Regions from separate parts of the Rattus norvegicus genome. Here regions 2, 3 and 4 are each linked to region 1. Evidence: chromatin contacts called from public Hi-C data. All regions are on one chromosome and are shown on one strand. The core of a region is the stretch at or near the end of the contact, and the rest is flanking DNA. Distances in the headings are between cores, read along the strand shown. Region 1 has its middle 260 kb from the start of Diras2. Region 2 holds the start of Gadd45g (growth arrest and DNA-damage-inducible, gamma). Region 3 has its middle 26 kb from the start of Gadd45g. Region 4 has its middle 50 kb from the start of Gadd45g.

Evidence for each region. A called contact is a pair of places that touch in the nucleus more often than the background predicts.
Region 2: a contact with region 1 is called in a Hi-C map of liver, with 14 times the contacts expected there. The contact joins the promoter of Gadd45g here to the enhancer-like site in region 1. A contact is called at or near these places in 10 of 12 Hi-C or Micro-C datasets (the A7r5 cell line, the Rat2 cell line, frontal cortex and 6 more) and 1 of 1 datasets of contacts at active chromatin or transcription factors (oligodendrocytes).
Region 3: a contact with region 1 is called in a Hi-C map of liver, with 5 times the contacts expected there. The contact joins two enhancer-like sites.
Region 4: a Hi-C map of liver shows a contact between it and region 1, with 5 times the contacts expected there. The contact joins two enhancer-like sites. A contact is called at or near these places in 2 of 12 Hi-C or Micro-C datasets (liver and mammary epithelial cells).

What each region holds. Positions count from the first base shown.
Region 1 is chr17:13,162,704-13,166,981 of GRCr8, forward strand. No RefSeq gene overlaps it. Among named protein-coding and RNA genes, the nearest start is that of Diras2, 260 kb to the left of the region's middle. Within about 2 kb of position 2,543, at least 17 of the 93 cell types and tissues checked have an H3K27ac peak or open chromatin away from gene starts, as enhancers often do. A contact at or near this core is called in the A7r5 cell line, hepatocytes and liver, where this site is marked.
Region 2 is chr17:13,528,185-13,532,462 of GRCr8, forward strand. Gadd45g (growth arrest and DNA-damage-inducible, gamma) reads right to left here and starts at 2,167. Exons shown (of 4, transcript NM_001077640.2): 1 at 2,027-2,167; 2 at 1,444-1,545; 3 at 1,128-1,341; 4 at 422-1,023. The coding sequence starts at 2,079. The coding sequence ends at 913.
Region 3 is chr17:13,501,858-13,506,135 of GRCr8, forward strand. No RefSeq gene overlaps it. Among named protein-coding and RNA genes, the nearest start is that of Gadd45g, 26 kb to the right of the region's middle. Within about 2 kb of position 1,839, at least 14 of the 93 cell types and tissues checked have an H3K27ac peak or open chromatin away from gene starts, as enhancers often do. A contact at or near this core is called in liver, where this site is marked.
Region 4 is chr17:13,478,157-13,482,434 of GRCr8, forward strand. No RefSeq gene overlaps it. Among named protein-coding and RNA genes, the nearest start is that of Gadd45g, 50 kb to the right of the region's middle. Within about 2 kb of position 1,730, at least 5 of the 93 cell types and tissues checked have an H3K27ac peak or open chromatin away from gene starts, as enhancers often do. A contact at or near this core is called in liver, where this site is marked.

The DNA.
Region 1 (4,278 bases), core at 1,293-3,792:
CATCCCTAGAGAGGGGCTGTCCTATCGAGGAGACAGAATGTCTAGGCAAAGAATTTGCTTGGGATAGGGTTCTGAAAGCTAAGGCATCTTTTCAGATCCCTGACTGAGACCGCGACAGTAAGCAGTTTGGAGGGCACACACACCACACACACCACACACACACCACACACTTCTTTTTCCTTTTGGTATGTGTCTGTGTCTGCATGTGTGATGAACATGCCTCAGTGTGTGTGTGTGTGTGTGTGTGTGTGTAGGTCAAAGGTCAATGTCAGATGTGATTCCTCTGAACACCGTCCAGCCTTTTGAGGGGTACAAAGACAGGCTTTTCCATTAGCCTAAACTCCCTGATTCTGCTAGGTTGGCTGTCCGAACAGGGAGACACAGGATCTTCCTGTCTCTTCTTTGTCTCAGGCCCTCATGTTTAAACAACAAACCTTTTACTGAGCATCCCCCAGCCCAGGGGCACATGCATATTAACCATACAAAGTGGCACAAGCAAAGGACACAGGAACTTGCCTCTTATTTCCAAAGCATGGAACTTGCCAGAGATAAATGGCAAAGGCTGTTCCAAAGCTAATCTGCTGTCCCCCGCCCCCCGTCCCCCTCGTGTTTTTGAGTTGTTCATTTGAAAAGCGCAATTACCTGTCATCATGGAAGAATCTTGAAATGACAACACTTAACAGGAGCCGGAGCAAAAGAAACCTAAGAAAGCACAGATCTTCAACATCAAACAGAAGGGAATCCTCATGGCCATGCTGTACAGTCTTACATGTCAACCATGAGTAAACAAGGCTCTGCTTGTCACTCTGTCCTTTGTGACACATGCCGTCCTCTTGACTTAGAAATCTTCAAAGCAATGGTGCCCTACCACAGGAAAAAAAAAAGAAAAGAAAAAAAGAAAGAAAAGAAACAAAGATCACAAGTAACAGCAAAGTGTGGCTCTAAATCCCTCTCTGAGCCTTCAATTAAAGGAGGAGGCCGTCTGGACGACCGAGCCTACAAGTTCTGCATGAGGTCATGGGAGGAGAGCAAGGCAGAACTCATTTCTGACCGTGTTGAGCAGCCTGCTCCCTGGTGGGAGAATAAATCCCTGCTCCTCAGATGCACTCCCAGAACAGACCCTGTGCACATCCAAAAGACCAGGATCCCACGATGTCAGAAAACTGCTACGGGCCACATCACAGGGTGCCTGTGCCTAGCGGCGCTCACCATCCAATGTGGTCCGATTTCACCTCAGAGTCAGAGATGGGAAGTCAATGAGGCAACTCACAGCTCCGGGGTGAAAGGTGGTTGGTTCTAGATTTGTGAGCATGGTCTAAGTTCCAGATCCTCCTACACCCTTCTTCCCTCCCTCCCCACTTCCTCTCCCTTCCCCCTACCCTCTCTCTTTCTGTGAGAAGGTAGGGTGAGAGGGGGATGGGGATTCTAGGGACTAAACTTAGATCCTCATGCACTTTACTGGCTGAGCCCTTGCCCCATACTGTTCCTAGATTTTTTTTTTTTAATTAAAGGATGAGCGCACATTTTACAGTAGAATGGTATTTCACGAGAGGTGAAAACTTCGTGAAGTGTGCACTTTATACTCTTTCTAGGAAGCTCTGTTGGAACTTAGTCCTTTGGAGAAGAGCAGCTGTAGAAACCTTTGGGCCCAGAGGACTGACGATGTTTATCACCTGGGTCTTTACTGACAAAGATTGTCCTGGACCCCGCCCACTGCAGATCACAGAATTCAGTGGTGGTGGGCCATCTATCGCCAGGTTCTCAGAGAGTCTAGAAGCATGCTCAGGTCTTTCAGGCAGGTTTCCCCATTTGTCTGAAAGCCCCAGTTATAAGACATCACTACACATGTAATTTCCCGCTTCCCACCTCAGTCTGGAGGTGGGAAGTCTGGAGGCTTGTCCCATACCTCCCCGCCAAAACGTCTGGATATCTCCTGGGGTCTCTACTTAGGTAAAGATGTCTTCCTAGGAGACACACACACACACACACACACACACACACACACACCCCTACCTGTACACACTCATACCCTGTGATTTATAGAGCTTAAGAAACTGGAAGAAACATCCTGTTACATAAAGGTTGTGTGAGATATGTCAAAATACAACAGCCTTTTCCCTAAATGAAACCTTCCGGTTCTCTGGGCTTGAAAAGTAAGCAGTTGCTCTTTGTCCAAGATATTGACAACTTGGAACTTGTTCATCCACATTTGAACCTCTGGGGGGCGGTAGACGTTCACAGTTGAAATGATACTGTGGGTTTTGTGAGTGTGTGTGCGTGTGTGTGCGCGCGCGTGCGCGTGCACGCTCCTTAAGGTGTGTGTGCATGCACACACGTCTGCAGTGTCTATGTGTGTGTACCCACACGTGTGTATACATGTGTATTTATGTGCCAGTGCGCAGACAGGTGTGTCCGCAGGGTGATATATGTAGCAGCGTGTGTGACGAATTACAGTTGTCCCTGTGTGTGCTTGTGTGTGGAGCAAAGGCAGGTCAGGTGGTGGGTGGCCTCAGAGCTACAAGCAGCCAGTAAGCTGAACTGACTCAGTTCAGGAGAGCCAGAAAGATCATGGCTTCTAGCCAGCGCCATGCTGGTCAGAGCCAGATGCCTGGCAGTAAGGCAGACTGAACAGCAGAACCCAGGAAAGTGCTCTCCCTGGCTGCCCCTTCCTGCCTTCTATTCTCCTTCTGAAACTGTGGCCTTTCCTCTCTGGAATGCCCTTTTCATCCAGAGATATTGGTGGGGGGGGGGGCGAGGCTGGGTGTCTTCTATATCTTGGGTCACAGATCCTCCAGCTGTTTGCAGAGAGATAGCAGACCCTCAGCTGAGATCTAGTCGGACCACCTACCCTGGGCAGGAACAATGCAATAGCCGCAGCGGGTGGAGCTGTCCCCAAGCGCCTCTGCTGGAGACTGTCTGTGGTGATTACTTTGTTGAGCTTCTTCTGAGAAGACAATGGAAAAATGGGGCTTTAATCCTTTCTCATCTGGGCCATCTGATAAGAATGTCCGGGAAAGGGGTTGAAAAGGAAGTTTGCAGATTGCATTGAGCAGAAGAAAGGGAGGGTCCGGCAGCCCCCGGGTGCTGGCTTCTGTAGGGACCTGTGGAGCCCCTCCTTCATTCTTGTGTAGCATCAGGCTGCACTGCCTACTTGGAGAGCAGGAGGAGAATTAAAGAAGCATGGAGGCTTTGCATTCTAAAGTGTGGGTGTGCCTCTACTGCTGTCCTTGGCAGTGCTGAAGTTTTCCTGCCTTGGCCTCCTTTGCTATGAGAGACCAGCTCAGCTTGTGCTCATTCCCTTTAATGGTCCTGGGAGCTCAGACTGCACCCAGGCTCTGGACAGTGGAGGTGGTCCCACCCAGTCCCACCCAGTGGCCTCTCTTGCTTGCAGGAGTTTCTTGGCAGCCTTAGGCTGCTAGCTGGGACCTAGGGGCCTTGCAGAAGGTGAGGCAAGGTGACCATCCCTAGCCCTGACAGTTGGGTGTCAACACTTGCTGTTTGGGATGGGAACACGGAGAAACTTGCCCCAGGGTGGCCTCTGAGTCCTATTCCTACTCGTTTATTTATCTGGGAGCCAGGGAGACAGCCTGAGCTGGGGCGCACTGTTCCCACAGTGGCCTTTGACCTTGGAACAACCTGTTGCTGCCAGCGTCTGTGTAGCTCAGCCCGAGGGACATGGGAGTATCCCTTTGCAGGCTGGAAAAAGTAGGGGGGGGGGTGTCACCTTGACTGTGCAATGCCTCTTGGTGCTTGGATGCTCCTAGTGAACTTGACCTCTGTCCTTAATTATTTGCGTCATGACGAGACATATCCAGTTTCTTCTCACCCAGCCTCGGCCTACAGTGAGAGCTTCCTGTTTGTTTAAGTGCACGGAACAATTCCTACTAAGCTCCACGTTCTATTTTAAGTGAAAAAGGAGTTTCCTTTGCCAGAAAGGCAGCTCAGCTTCTGTTATCGTCTCCCCAAAGGCTGCCCAAGTCTTAACCAAGGTAGCCAGGAAAGGTTTCTTAAAAGAGTCAGCTGTCTGCAGAAACCATTTTCACGGAGTGACCAGACCTGATCTGGAATATTCCCTTGTGCAATGGGAGAATGTGTTATCTTCCCCCCAAATTGCTATTTCCAAGGATGAGCCATTGTTGAATCGAGACAGTTCTGTTCTTGCTGCTCAGCCTACATGGTTACCAGACCATGCTCCTCCCAACCATGCCTGCTCTAAGGAAGACAGTGGGTGAGTTGTCCTCTGGTATAGGTATACACAGCTGGGATGCATGCAGGCCT
Region 2 (4,278 bases), core at 917-3,416, 370 kb after region 1:
AGAAGGCAAGCTCATTGTATTGGAAGGCACAGGGCCTCCAGCAAGCTGTTCAGATAAGCAGCTGTCCAGGCAAAGGTGGGGGAGGGGGGCGGAGTGGGGGAGGGGGGGCGCTGGAGGCAGAAGTCACAGTTATCGGATTGGATTGCAAGCCTTGAGCTCCTGCACCAGGATGCCTTATCAAGTATGCTCCTGTCTTGCAAATTTGAAATCTTCCTGAAAGGTTCAAACAGTATTCCCCTTTACTACTCGCCAGCATTCCCTCCCCCTACTGCCAGCCCCAGGAGGCTGTTTCTTGCCCAAGACAGAAAGAGAGGTGGTCACGGGTGTCCCAAGCTCCATCAACTACCAGAAACACCCTTGACCGCCTCCCTCACCCCTCCCGAGATAAGAATCCCCGACCCTCAATAAGAAGCATAAGTTTGTTTCAATAAGTTTATTGTGAAATTCAAAGCTTCCACGATAGCGTCCTTTAGAAAATGAAAGCATTGCCCGGGATCCGTTTTTGAAAGAGCAGTGCAGTCTGCTAAGTCCGGCTCGCTCCTGCAGTGGCCTCTCCTGCAGCTGTACCAAGTCCAGGCGGCCTCCTGCCTTGCCTTTCCCCTCCTTTCACTGAAGGCTGCTTGCTGAGTCACACCTGCCTCGCTGGTCGGTTCTTCCCGGCCCTGGGGCCAACGTCCTTGCCAGGCCTTCGTGTGCTAGCAGCCTCTCCGGACACTGGCAGAGTCCTGGGCTCGGAACAAGATGTCCCCGCTGCCGCCAGACCCCCTTCTTGGGAGGCCGCGCTCCTCGCTCTCCAGGCAACATCGCCTGCCAGTCTCCATGCGCACTCGAGCGCCCTCGGAGGGCCACTCCAGAGCCAGCAGCGCGCTAGAGTGTCACCAAGTCGATCAGACCAAGGTCCCTGCCAGGCTGTCACTCGGGAAGGGTGATGCTGGGCACCCAGTCGTTGAAGCTGCGGCTCTCCTCGCAGAACAAACTGAGCTTCTCCAAGGCAGGGTCCTTCCATGTGTCTTCATTAGGGTTCTGGATTTAAAAAAAGAAAAGAAATACAGGGGTCAGCCATGCCTATCGTTGGCCAGGACAGGTTGGGGGACTGGCGTGGAGAGGTAGTGAGTGGGAGCGCTCACCGAAATGAGGATGCAATGCAAGTCTCCCGGCGCGCCCCCCTCGTCGTCGGCGCCCACGATCGCCGCCAGCCTCTGCACGTCTCCCACGCGCACGATGTCAATGTCGTTCTCGCAGCAGAACGCCTGGATCAACGTAAAATGGATCTGCAGGGCTATGTCGCCCTCATCTTCTTCGTCGGCAGCCAGCACGCAAAAGGTCACATTGTCAGGGTCCCTGCAGAGCAGATGGGAAGCACAAGGTCAGAGTCGATGCCACCCCCAGGTCTCCCCACCGCGCCAACCCTAATCCCTGCACGCGGGGCCTTTCTACACTCACACATTCAGGACTTTGGCGGACTCGTAGACGCCAGCGGTCAGACAGCCCTGGCGCTGCGCCGACAGCAGAAGTTCGTGCAATGCTTTCCCGGCGCCCTGCATCCTGTGAAAGAACAAGCGCCGTGAGTGGGGGACCAGCACGGGGACGCGACAGAGAGATCCCTGCCCTGACCTCCAAGTCCCAGCTGGCCCCTTAGCCTAGACCTGCCTGGCGCCAGCATTCCTGCCTCCCAACTCCAACCTGGCGCCCACACACCCGGATCCCCAGTCCCGACCTGGCGCCCACACCTCTGGCACCCTAGTCATGATCTGGCGCCCTCATTCCCCATCACCCAGTCTCGACCTGGCGCCTGTAACTCCCGGTTCCCTACTTCTGATCTGGTACCCGTATCCCAGGCTCCCCAACAACGACCAGGTGCCGGCACCCCAAACTCTAGCTCTAGACACGAATCGAATGTAATAATCCTGGTCCCGCGCCTCTGCACCTCGCAGCCAGACAGTGCATGGCTCCCACCCTGCAAACTTCTATCCTGGAGGACCCCGAGAGATCGCTACCCGACAACTCTCTGTACCCCCAAACCCACCTGGCTGTGCTTTCCGGAACTGTATCCTGGCCACGGACTTCTTCCAGAGTCATTGTGCGATCCACGAACAGCAAGTTATCCAAAAGTGAAGAGTGCAGAGGGAACCCGAGCGCAAGTAAAGATTCCCAAAGACGATCCGCGCCCACCACCAGCGAGTGCGCCAGGCTCGGCAGGGAGAGTCCTTTTATAGACCGGCTCCGCGCGCCGCCGCCAGCTGGCGGGAGGCTGCGCTCCCATTGGCCAGCGCCCGCTTTCTGATGCAAATGAGGCGGCAGGCCTGCGGCTCGTGCCAGAAGGCCACGTGGGGAGGGGTGCGGGGGATGACACAGCCTCAAATCTGCCGCTTTTGTCAGGGTGTTACCAGGCAGACTGGAGCCTGCAGATTTCACCTCGCCTTTCTTTTTTGTAAGTCCTTAAAAGGAAAAAGTTAAAAAAATAGCACGTTGTTTGCTAATACGATACTGGAATTTGTAGAATGCACACTTGGAAAATGTAAACGCCTTTTTTGTTTGTTTGCACTTTTTGGTTTTTTTTTTTTTTTGCGACCTTTCTAATTTTTTCTTTTTTTTTTTTTTCAACTTGAAGTTTACGGGACTGTTGCACCGAAACCGAAACTTAAAAGTCAAAGGTTTGCAACTGCAACTGACTTTAGGCCTAGACTGCCACTAAGGACTCAGGACTTAGCGCCTTTCGGGGTCACGGCTGCAAGGTCTAAGCTCTCCCGCCCCCCATCCCCCACCCCTACCCGGAGCAGATCGCTGTGGGGCGCGGGCAGCAGGGACTAGCAGATTGCTGCCGGCACACGCGGCTCGTTTGCATTTCTATACGGGGCACACAAAAGAGGAGGTCTGGCGTGTGGCAGTTCACAGTGAGGACAATCGACGCTTTCTCTTTCATAGCAACACTGTCCACCTGCCGCCGGTGGGGTGGGCAGAGCCCCCCTCGCGCGCGGGGGTCGCGGGGTTGCACGGCGCGTGAGGGTCGGAGCCGCGTGCCGCTCCCCCGCCCCTGGGTGCGCACCTCTTAGGCTTATGCTGGCTGCTGGGATTCTGATACACGCGTGCCAAGCTCGGGAGAGAGCTGTACACACAGGGATACTGCACCCCAAACCCAGAGGTTCCGGGGTGACTTGGAAGCTCGGCGCACGCTGTTCCTCAATGCTTTTCCCAGGGCGCCGCCTACAGGCCGACCTAGAAAAATCCAGATCTTCCTATCCTCCCACCACATACTGCCTCGCGTTGACCTCCCAGGGCCGAGGTACCCCAGGCACCGAGAACCCTGTGCTATTATGCGCATCAATTAGAATCAGTATAGCTCCTGCGCCCCTGGCCTGGAGACCGAAAGGAGCCTGCCGCCCGGGACCAAGAATCCGTTTGTCTAATGAGATTTTTGAAATATTTCAACTACTTAAAAATGTTTTTTCAAAAGTTCTTTTCTGATGATATAATAGAATTCGAAGCGATCTTGGGAGATTTCTGAACTTATCGTTTGCCCCGTGAGACCTGCACACCAGGCTTCCAGACTGTTCACCCGCAGATCACGACACTGTGGGCGTCTGCATCTCTCTGTACTACACAGAAAAGTGTGCTAGGGGACTTCTGGAGATTCTTTTGAGTGAAGCCTGGGGAGGCTGGATAGGGCAAAGGGCGTTCATGAAGCTTGCCAGATGCAAAAATCACACACACACACACACACACACACACACACACACACACACACACACACACACACAGAGAGAGAGAGAGAGAGACAGAGACAGAGACAGAGACAGAGACAGAGACGGAGACAGGCAGAGAGAGACACAGAAAATTCCTTTTTACTGGAGTGTTCTCTAGGTGGGTGGTGAATATATACATTCAGTGTTAATTTTTGAACTCCTTAAAGGACGTTTTCCTGCTGCTCGGTGAAGCTGCGCGTTTGCCAACGCCAAAGGCTAGGCCTGGGGCCGGCGTCTTGCGCCTCCCAGAGGCTGCATTGAGAACTGCAGAGGTCCGTCCTGTGGTTCAGTGAAAGCACGAATTTGATTTGCAAGGTCTCTCAATTTCTCAAAACCCCTTCCTAATAAAACACATTTTAAGTGATGGAAACTTAAATTGTTGCTCTTTTCAAAGTTTTATTACTTCTTAACTCTCATTGGTTTCAGATGCCATGGAAACGTCGGAAATACTAATCCATTTGATATCTTAGCACCCAGCCGCCGCTGCCACTTACAGCTAGAAAAGAGTTCACTTGCCGGGTTGCAGGAAACGCCT
Region 3 (4,278 bases), core at 589-3,088, 340 kb after region 1:
AGGAGCTACTTCTCATGACTGTGACCTGAACTTTGTTTTTAGGTCAGATGGTGCCTCTGAGGAAACCACTAGGGTCAAACAGACCAGGACGTGGACAAAGCTGCCTTCCTGCAGTCTTGAATATGAGATGGGATTGTGGAGCACAAGAGGCTTCTACTATGGCATTGATCTCCCCTCAGTCCCTGGGACTCCACTTCAGACAGGAACTCTCTTTGAAGGCTTGGAGACAAAGACCCTATGCAGGGACTAACCTGGCTTTCCTGAACCATCAGGGCATCTGAATATAGCACAACCAGGCTGGAAGCAAGGGCCTCCCTTCTCCTCACTCCCCATGCCCATCCATAGTCTGATGCTCAATCCTCGCCATCCACTTGACTGAATGTCACCATGGAGACAAACCCCCAGGCATGTACTTGGATTTTCTTGGTTTGCTTTACTCAGACGGGAAGACTCATCTTCCTCCTTTTTGAAGCCATGCAGTATTCCATAAAGGCCTGCCTGCTGGCTTCCAGTATCCTCCCCTGCCCAGACCAGCCAGGGGCCTGGCCTACCACTGTCTGTGCACAAAGCTGCAATGGACATCCTGTGGGTGCCTGGCATGGGAACCACTGAATCAGCACATCTGCTCTGATGAGCACCCCGGGGTTCACGTCTGCTGTCCCTCTGGCCCCAGCAGTAATGTCAGAAGGTGACAACTTCCATAAACTGACCTCCTGGGGTTGTCAATCTTCAAACACTGTACCCTTGTAACACATGGAAACTCCCAGTAGGGACTTTCATCTCCGTGTACCTGACTCCCCTCACCTGAGCTGCACTCCATGGGACCTTGGCCTCTGCCTCTGTTTGTATAATCTTTGCCTCTGTTTCTTTCTGTTTTGCATCCCTTTATTGCAAACAGTTATATTGTTGTCCTAATCATTGGTGCTTCACAGGGAAGGCGGACCTCCTTCCACTCCCTCCACCCCATCCCCGTTCCCGTTGTTCCTTGGCTACGACACATTGTATCCTATTGCTTTAAGTCTTAAGTAGCATATTTGTTCTTCGCCAGGGTCACTTATCAGTCCCTCCAGATGTTCCTTTCTACTTTCTGGTCTTGGTTAAAGGTCAAATCGTCTTCTCCAAGTCACTTAGCCAAGGCCTAAGATTGCACCTGTAGAAACACACAGCTATTTGGATGCTTTGTTTGTTTGTCTGTTACTTGTCTGTCTGTCTTCCTATGTGTCAATTCCAGCTTCCCTTCCATGGCAGGCAAGCGCTCTCTACCAGGTACCCAAGGCTCTCTGCCCTTCTGGAAGCAGCTGTCTCCCTGGCAAGGCTGCAATCCCATGGCACCTGGCTGCAAACCTGGCCTCTTCCTCCTTCCTCTTCTGGATCCCCATCTCCAGGAAGACTGCCATCTGAGTCCAACGGTTCCTGGGAATGTCTCTCTTATTTTTGGCACGTTGCTGAGTTTTCTGAAAAGAAACTGGCTGTGTTGGCCTGGGGTTGCAGGCCAAAGGTGTCTGAGCACCCCACTGAGCAGTGTTCTCCAATGTTTACGGGAACTGCTGAGGAGTCTCCTGGTGGTCCTGAGATGCTCCCCCGACAAGTGTGTGGGAATCTGGTGAATACTGTCCAGTTGGCCGGGCTGAAGAATCACTCACGGAGATTGATGTCCCTGGGCAGAGCAGATGGCCCAGGCTGGCAAACTAAGGAAGTGTGTCTGCATGGGAAGGAGTTGCCAGAGCCGGCTCCCACTGACCTCTTTGAATGGAAGCTTCCAAGGCTCCTGGGAGCCTCAACTCAAGACTGCACTAGGAGCTAGCTGCCTGAGGCCAATGGGCAAAGCAGGACTTCAGCCAATGCCTGCTGAATTCCAAGTGGGCCAGAGGACACCTAATCAGGTCCAGCGGGGAGGCGAGCTTGGTCTCACCCCGGGGAAAGCCACATGACAAGGAGAGTAACCTCGGGGTGCTATACGCAGTAGGATAGGACCAACCAAAGGCTGCCTTGATAGTGGGATTTCCTGGAGCCCCATTGGAGCAGGTCCAGCATCTGCCAGACCTAGAGAGCCCTACAGGAGACCAGGCCCAGCCCCTCTGGAAGTTGCCCAGACACCGGAGCCCAAAAACATCAGGAGAAAGCTATAGTGTACAACTAAAACCATACCAGTCACCCAGGGCAGGATGGTAACACAACGGTCATCCCCTGTCTCTGAGCAAACAACAAGCATGAGTTTGACACACAGCCTAAGGGACTGCAAGGACTCATGTTGGGATCTCACAGAATGCACAACTTTATCGGCTACATAAGAAACCCCATGTGGGACCTAGGGGAGGTCCTCATGCATGTGACTGACCCATATAGATATCCAGGCTGGTCTTTCTGAGGACACAGAAACAGGCTGGTCTTTCTGACCCACTGTTCATATGACTTCAGACCTCCAGAGAGTCTGTCATGGACAAGAAGGGATCTATAAGGAAAGCTAAAGAGTGTTCAGAGGAAAAGAAAGCTGGATACTGCCCAATGGGACCGCACTGAGCCTTCAACCCTACCCAATCTCCTGTATCTCCCTACCCGCTCCCAGAGTACACTTCAGTCTCTTGGGGTTCTTTGCTCTAGACAGTCTGAAGCATTAACCTTTCCCCAGAATTGAGCCATGTACCACTGGGCTACTAGAGAGGTCAACAGGCAGGCACCATCCTCATCTCTAGGGCACTGGGCAGTCCTTCACCATGACGTCATCTGGGCACATGCTCATGGCATCACGAATGGCTTTGCTGAAAGCCTCTTAGCTTGGGCTGCAGCCAAATATGCCAGAGTGCACGCTGGCAGGCAAGCCCAGTGACCCGGTGGAAAGGGTTACCCACAAGAGCTTCGGCTCTGCTTGAAGCTAAAACAGCACACACCTAAAAACAAGGACAGTTTATCACCATGCTGCACTGAGCTCCAGAGAAAGGACTTACCATTGTTGGGGAATCTACCCGCCATGTAAGGGTGTGAAAATCATGGAGTCCGAAGGCGTGGGATACCTACTCTGCTTTCTCCTCATGCAATAGATTAGTTACCCTTATCCATGTGTCTAGGGTAACTGTGGTAGATTGAGTATGCTTGGGCCAGGGAGTGGCACACTTAGGAGGTGTGGCCTTGTAGTGGGTGTGGCCTTGTTGGAGGAAGTGTATTACTGTGGGATGGGCTTTAAGACCCTCTTCCTAGCTTCCTGGAAGCCAGTCTTCTCCTGCCTGCCCTTGGCTCAAGATGTAGACCTCTCAGCGCCTTCTCCACCACCATGTCTGCCTACATACTGCCATGCTTCCTGCCTTGATGATAATGGACGGAACCTCTCAACCAATTAAATGCTGTCCTCTATTTGCTTTGGTCATGATGGTGTGACTTCACAACAATGGAAACTGTAACCAAGACAGTGACCATCCAGTGCCTGTCACCTAAAATGAATGTTAGTTAAACCCCAATGGGCCGTGTCCTCCTCAACGTTGACTCCCAAGTCGAGAAGAATGTCGCCACTGGATATGGTTTTGGGGTTTTCTTTCGCCAATAATATCCATGTCCAACCACAGGGGAGCTGACATGGGGCCTCTTAAGCATCCCTGAGCCCCTCCACTCCCAGACTGTAGCCACCAGTAGGCTTCCAGCTTTCCCAAGGACATCTTCTGACCCCCCAAACCCCCAAATCCTATATTATCCAGCCCAGGCACCCAGCACACAGAAATCTCTCAAATGCCTAAAACAGAATCAGCCCATGTGGCTGCTAAGTGCCCATTGAGAACAAACAGAATGTGTTTTCAGAGTGTTCCACGGAGACCTCCAATGCTTACAAGTACCGTAAGGGAAAAGCCCTTGGAGAACCCTGAAAGAACGTAGCCCACTAGTTCCTGTGCTAAGATCTTCAGTAAGTCCGTATGCTTGAGGTCTATGCCCCTTACCTACCCCTCCTTGAGTGCTAAGGGTGCCACAAGGTGCATGAGGGAGGGGACAGGTGGATTCATACTTTTCATGCTGGGAATGCTGTTGGTGTCTGGGAGAAATAAATGGGATTTCTGCCCTGACTTTTTGAGTGTTCTTGCTTCTCTCATAAATACATTGGTGCACACCTTGCTCCTGTTGAGCCCAGGATGTGTCTGGGAGGAACAAGTCCCTGGCCCTGCCCACAGGGGTTTGCAGCACCTTAGAAATGTCAGTGGAACCAGTAAGAACCAATACGCAAAACGTACTCACCATGTATCTATCTATCTGAAAGTCTCAGGTACTTGGGGAGGAGCAGGAAGCAGGGTGGGGGTG
Region 4 (4,278 bases), core at 480-2,979, 310 kb after region 1:
TGTGTGTGTGTGTGTGTGTGTGTGTGTGTGTGTGTGTGTGTGTGTCCCTGTGCTAGAGCACCAGGCCAGACCTTTCAAGAGACCCTGTCCTGTGTAACCCTAACACTACTTGTCCCACCCTCTGAGTGACTTCTGGGTAGCTTGTGCATAACACAGCAGTGGCTGAAGCCAGAATTTTTTTTGCAGAGGCTCTGGAATTTGGAGAATAAACGAATAAAATGTGTTCTTTCTCGAGGCGGCTGTGAAGGGACCAGGCCGAGCTCCCAGCCTGGAGATCAGTAAGTGTAGCCCTCGAACTGCCTGATAGGGGCCATGAGCAGCTTGGCCTCTCCTTGAAGGCCAGCCTGAGGCCACTGGCTACCCATCCTTCCAAATCCCCACCTGTCCTGGGCCTGGGCCTCTCCCAGCCTTCCTGAAATTACTTCACAGCTGGAGTCTTGTCAAGGCCTTGCTACAAGGCTTCAGGGTAAGGGAAGACTCCCTGGGGCCCAGCTCCCATAGCTCAAGGCCTCATACATCCACCTGCACGAACATAGCAAGATACAGCCTGGGCAGGGGTGTGCAGTGGGGCGGTAGAGGGACACAACTAAAGCTGGCTGCTAAGGAAAGGGGGCCATTAGCCAGTCGAGGAAATCTGCAAACAGTATGAGGAATCAGGCGGGAAAGATGACTGCTCTAGGGCAAGGGTCCCCTGGGGACATGGTGGAAAGTTTGCTTGTCACTCCTCGGCAAGGGCTGGGCTTCAGGAGATAGTAAAGACAGAAATGAACAGGGTGTGTCCCATGGTGGAGGTTGTAACTAGAGTTCAGAGCATGTGGATCTGGACAAGGAAAGCACGTAGGCAAATACAAGGGAGTTGGGCAGTAGATTAGAGGCTGCAATAGCAGGCTGGAGCCAGGAGCACCAAGGAAGCTGTGGGCATCTGGAGAGGCCTCCTAGAACCAGGTGGGAGAGAAGGGAATTAGGAACCAGGAGTGAGCCTGGGGCTGTCTACTGGAGCTGGAGGTAAAAAGGAACCTGGCGAGAATGTTCCTGGATCAGGCCTGGGAGGGTACTTGGCAGTCAGAGTTGGCCCCAGAAAGGAGCTGGAGAATGGCTAGATGGAAAGAGCAACCAAAGATGTGTACAAATGCAGCCCCAGAGTCTGGTCAGGTGGATGTCAGAGGCAAGTTTAGCAGGAAGGTAAAAGCCATTACAGGCATCCCCAAAGACGTACGTCAAAACAAACACTAGAATTCAGTCTCTAAAGGTGCATGCAAAGCTACAGGAAGGTGTGGGAGAGGTGTTCATGACTCTGGTAGATGGAACCTTGTTGGGCAGAGTTCAGAATGTGGACGGCGTTAGAAGGTGGGGGACCCAGAAGCCAGTCACACAGGAAGCATGCGTAGGCTGGGACAGGCAAGAGCTATAAAACAGAGCAGAAAATCACGGGGAAATATTTTAAACCTTCCACAACAAGACGAAGGGCTAATGACGATGCTATATCAAAAGCCTTGTGCAATTAGAGAAAGACGGCTCTGCTAAAAATGTAGGCAAAGCAAAACCTCGCCAGACATTACCTAACTTGGCAGCCACTGGTAAGCCAAGGCTTTACCAACAAAGACAAACTCCAGCGGCTGGAAGAGTGTCCCGCCCCCCCTGGCAAATGACACAGAGACCCACCAGCTCTTGGTCACCAGACAGTTCATCAGCTGACATAACTCCCAGATCTGGGTCAGCCCATACCATGTGTCCCCTGACTCCTCCCTTCTCCGCTGCTGCTAAAATTCCAAAGGCCGCAGCTGCAGGAGGGACACTCATAGTAAACAAGAAATGGACCTTGCTTTTGTTTGGTTCTTCGATTTTGAGTCTGTTGATTGAAGCTATTAGCGTTAGTGTAAGAGATTAAGCAAAGGGGGTTGGGGATTTAACTCAGTGGTAGAGCGCTTGCCTAGCAAGCACAAGGCCCTGGGTTCGGTCCCCAGCTCCGAAAAAAAAAGAAAAGAAAAAAGAGAGAGAGAGAGAGAGAGAGAGAGAGAGAGAGAGAGAGAGAGAGAGAGAGAAAGAGATTAAGCAAAGGAGGGACCCGGGCTGTAACTCAGTTGACCGAGCGCTGTCTACCATCCACAATGCCCTAGATTTGATCCCCCGTATCGAACAAGCAGAACGTGATAGCATTTGCCTGTAATCACAACACAGGCAGTGGAAGCGGGGCAGTGTTGGCCACAGAGTGAGTTTAAAGCAGCATAAGAGGTTATGTGCCCCACGGTACAATAGTTTCTTTTGCTTCACTGGGTCAAATGATAGCATTTACCTTAACATGTCATGGATTTTACTAAGAAGTAAATTTGAATGCACTGTGTAGGAAAAATGCTGGAACTATGTAAGACTCTGTCCAAAATACACACACACACACACACACACACACACACACACACATAAACACACACACACAAACACACCTGCAAGGAACCAAAAACTCTCAACAACAACAAAATAAAATAAATTGGCCAAAAAGACACAAGTTCACCCTACTTATATGAAGATTAAAGTAAACTTTTTCTTTCCCATCTTTAATATTATTTAAATATCGTAAGTTCATCATAAACACATGTGAAAACTGGCACCCCAACGTTCTGAGGGTAGAAGCATCAATTAGCAAACACTATTGGAGAATAACTTTCCCAATAACTTTTTAAAACTGAAAATATGCACATCTTTGGGTTAGCAGTTCTACTTCTAAGACTCTGCTCTAGGGGCTGGAGAGATGGATCGGTGGTTGAAGTGCTTGCTCACAAGCCCAAGGACCAGGGTTCAAATCTCCAGGAGCCATGTGAAAGGAAAAGCATTGGATTAGGAACCCTAAGATCACGTTCTCAGCACAGAGGAGATTGATTTGTCCCAGAAGGACAGAGGGCAGGAATAAGGGGCAAACACAGGACATAGAGGATGAGGGAGAGGGAGTATTTATCTCAGAATAGGTCAAAGGTCGGCTTCTAGATAGAGTGACAGACATGGCCCATAGGCAAATGGTGGTTTATAAAGGTAAAAAGGGAAACCTCATGTTAGGATGAGATGTTTAATTTTGATTGGACATGTTAATTAGGTGAGCCAAAGGGGGCTTTTGATTGCTGGACTTCAATACTTTGATAGCTGGACCTTGGTAGTCAAGTCTCAAAAAGAGGAAGTGGCTATATAAGGAAATAGACCTTGAGGGCTAGTCTTAGGAATGTAATCTAATGGTTTTTTTTATCAAGGCAGAGGGAATGGGGAGAAGGGCAAGGCCTGCCAGAGTTTGCCCACCATGCTCAAGCTGGTCAGAGTCCCATCACCATGTAAATCCCTGGTGAGTGTGAATGGCTGTAATTCAAGCCCCCAAAGAGAGAGACATGGGAGCCTCATGAGAAGTTGGCTAGTGAGACTAGGCATATCAGCGAGCTCTGGGTTTGATTGAGAAACCCTGCCTCAATTGGAAGAGTGATTGGGGATTTGTGACATCAACCTTTGGCTTCCACATATATGCACACACATGCACCTGCACGTGTGCACAAGTGAGGTCATGCACAAATGAAAAATCTATTCTACAGATATATATGTAGTGGTTATATATTATACACGTATGTACACACATATACATATTCCTCCAGATGTAGTGTGTGTGTGTGTGTGCGTGTGTGTGTGTGTGTGTGCGTGTGTGTGTGTGTGTGTGTGTGTGTGTGTGTGTAGAAAAGTTCAAACAACCTAACTGGCCAATAGCAAGGTTTGTTTAAGCTAATGAAAATGAACTCATTCCAAAGACCATGTCAGAGTGAGAAGAACCTGCTTCTGTGAATACAAGTGGTGATCCACGATTCATCCTGTGAGAGACTGTGCAGCAGAAAAGTTATGCTATAATCTTAAATATGGATTCTGTGGTTTGGAGAGATGGGTCGGTGATTAAAAGCACATGTTTTCAGGGTTGGGGATTTAGCTCAGTGGTAGAGCGCTTGCCTAGGAAGCGCAAGGCCCTGGGTTCGGTCCCCAGCTCCAGGAAAAAAAAAAAAAAAAAAGAAGCACATGTTTTCCCAGCACCTACATGAGGCAGCTCACAACCGATTGTAACTCCAACTCTGGGGGATCTAATGTCCCCCTTCTAGCCTCCATGGGTACTTGCACTCATGTGCAGATACACACATACAAATACATAATTAAAAATAAAATATATAATTAAGTAAATAAAATATAGATAAAAAGAATGGGTTTTCTTAGACATACTACATGGAGAAGAGATTGCTTATGTACATCGATAGGAACCCTCCG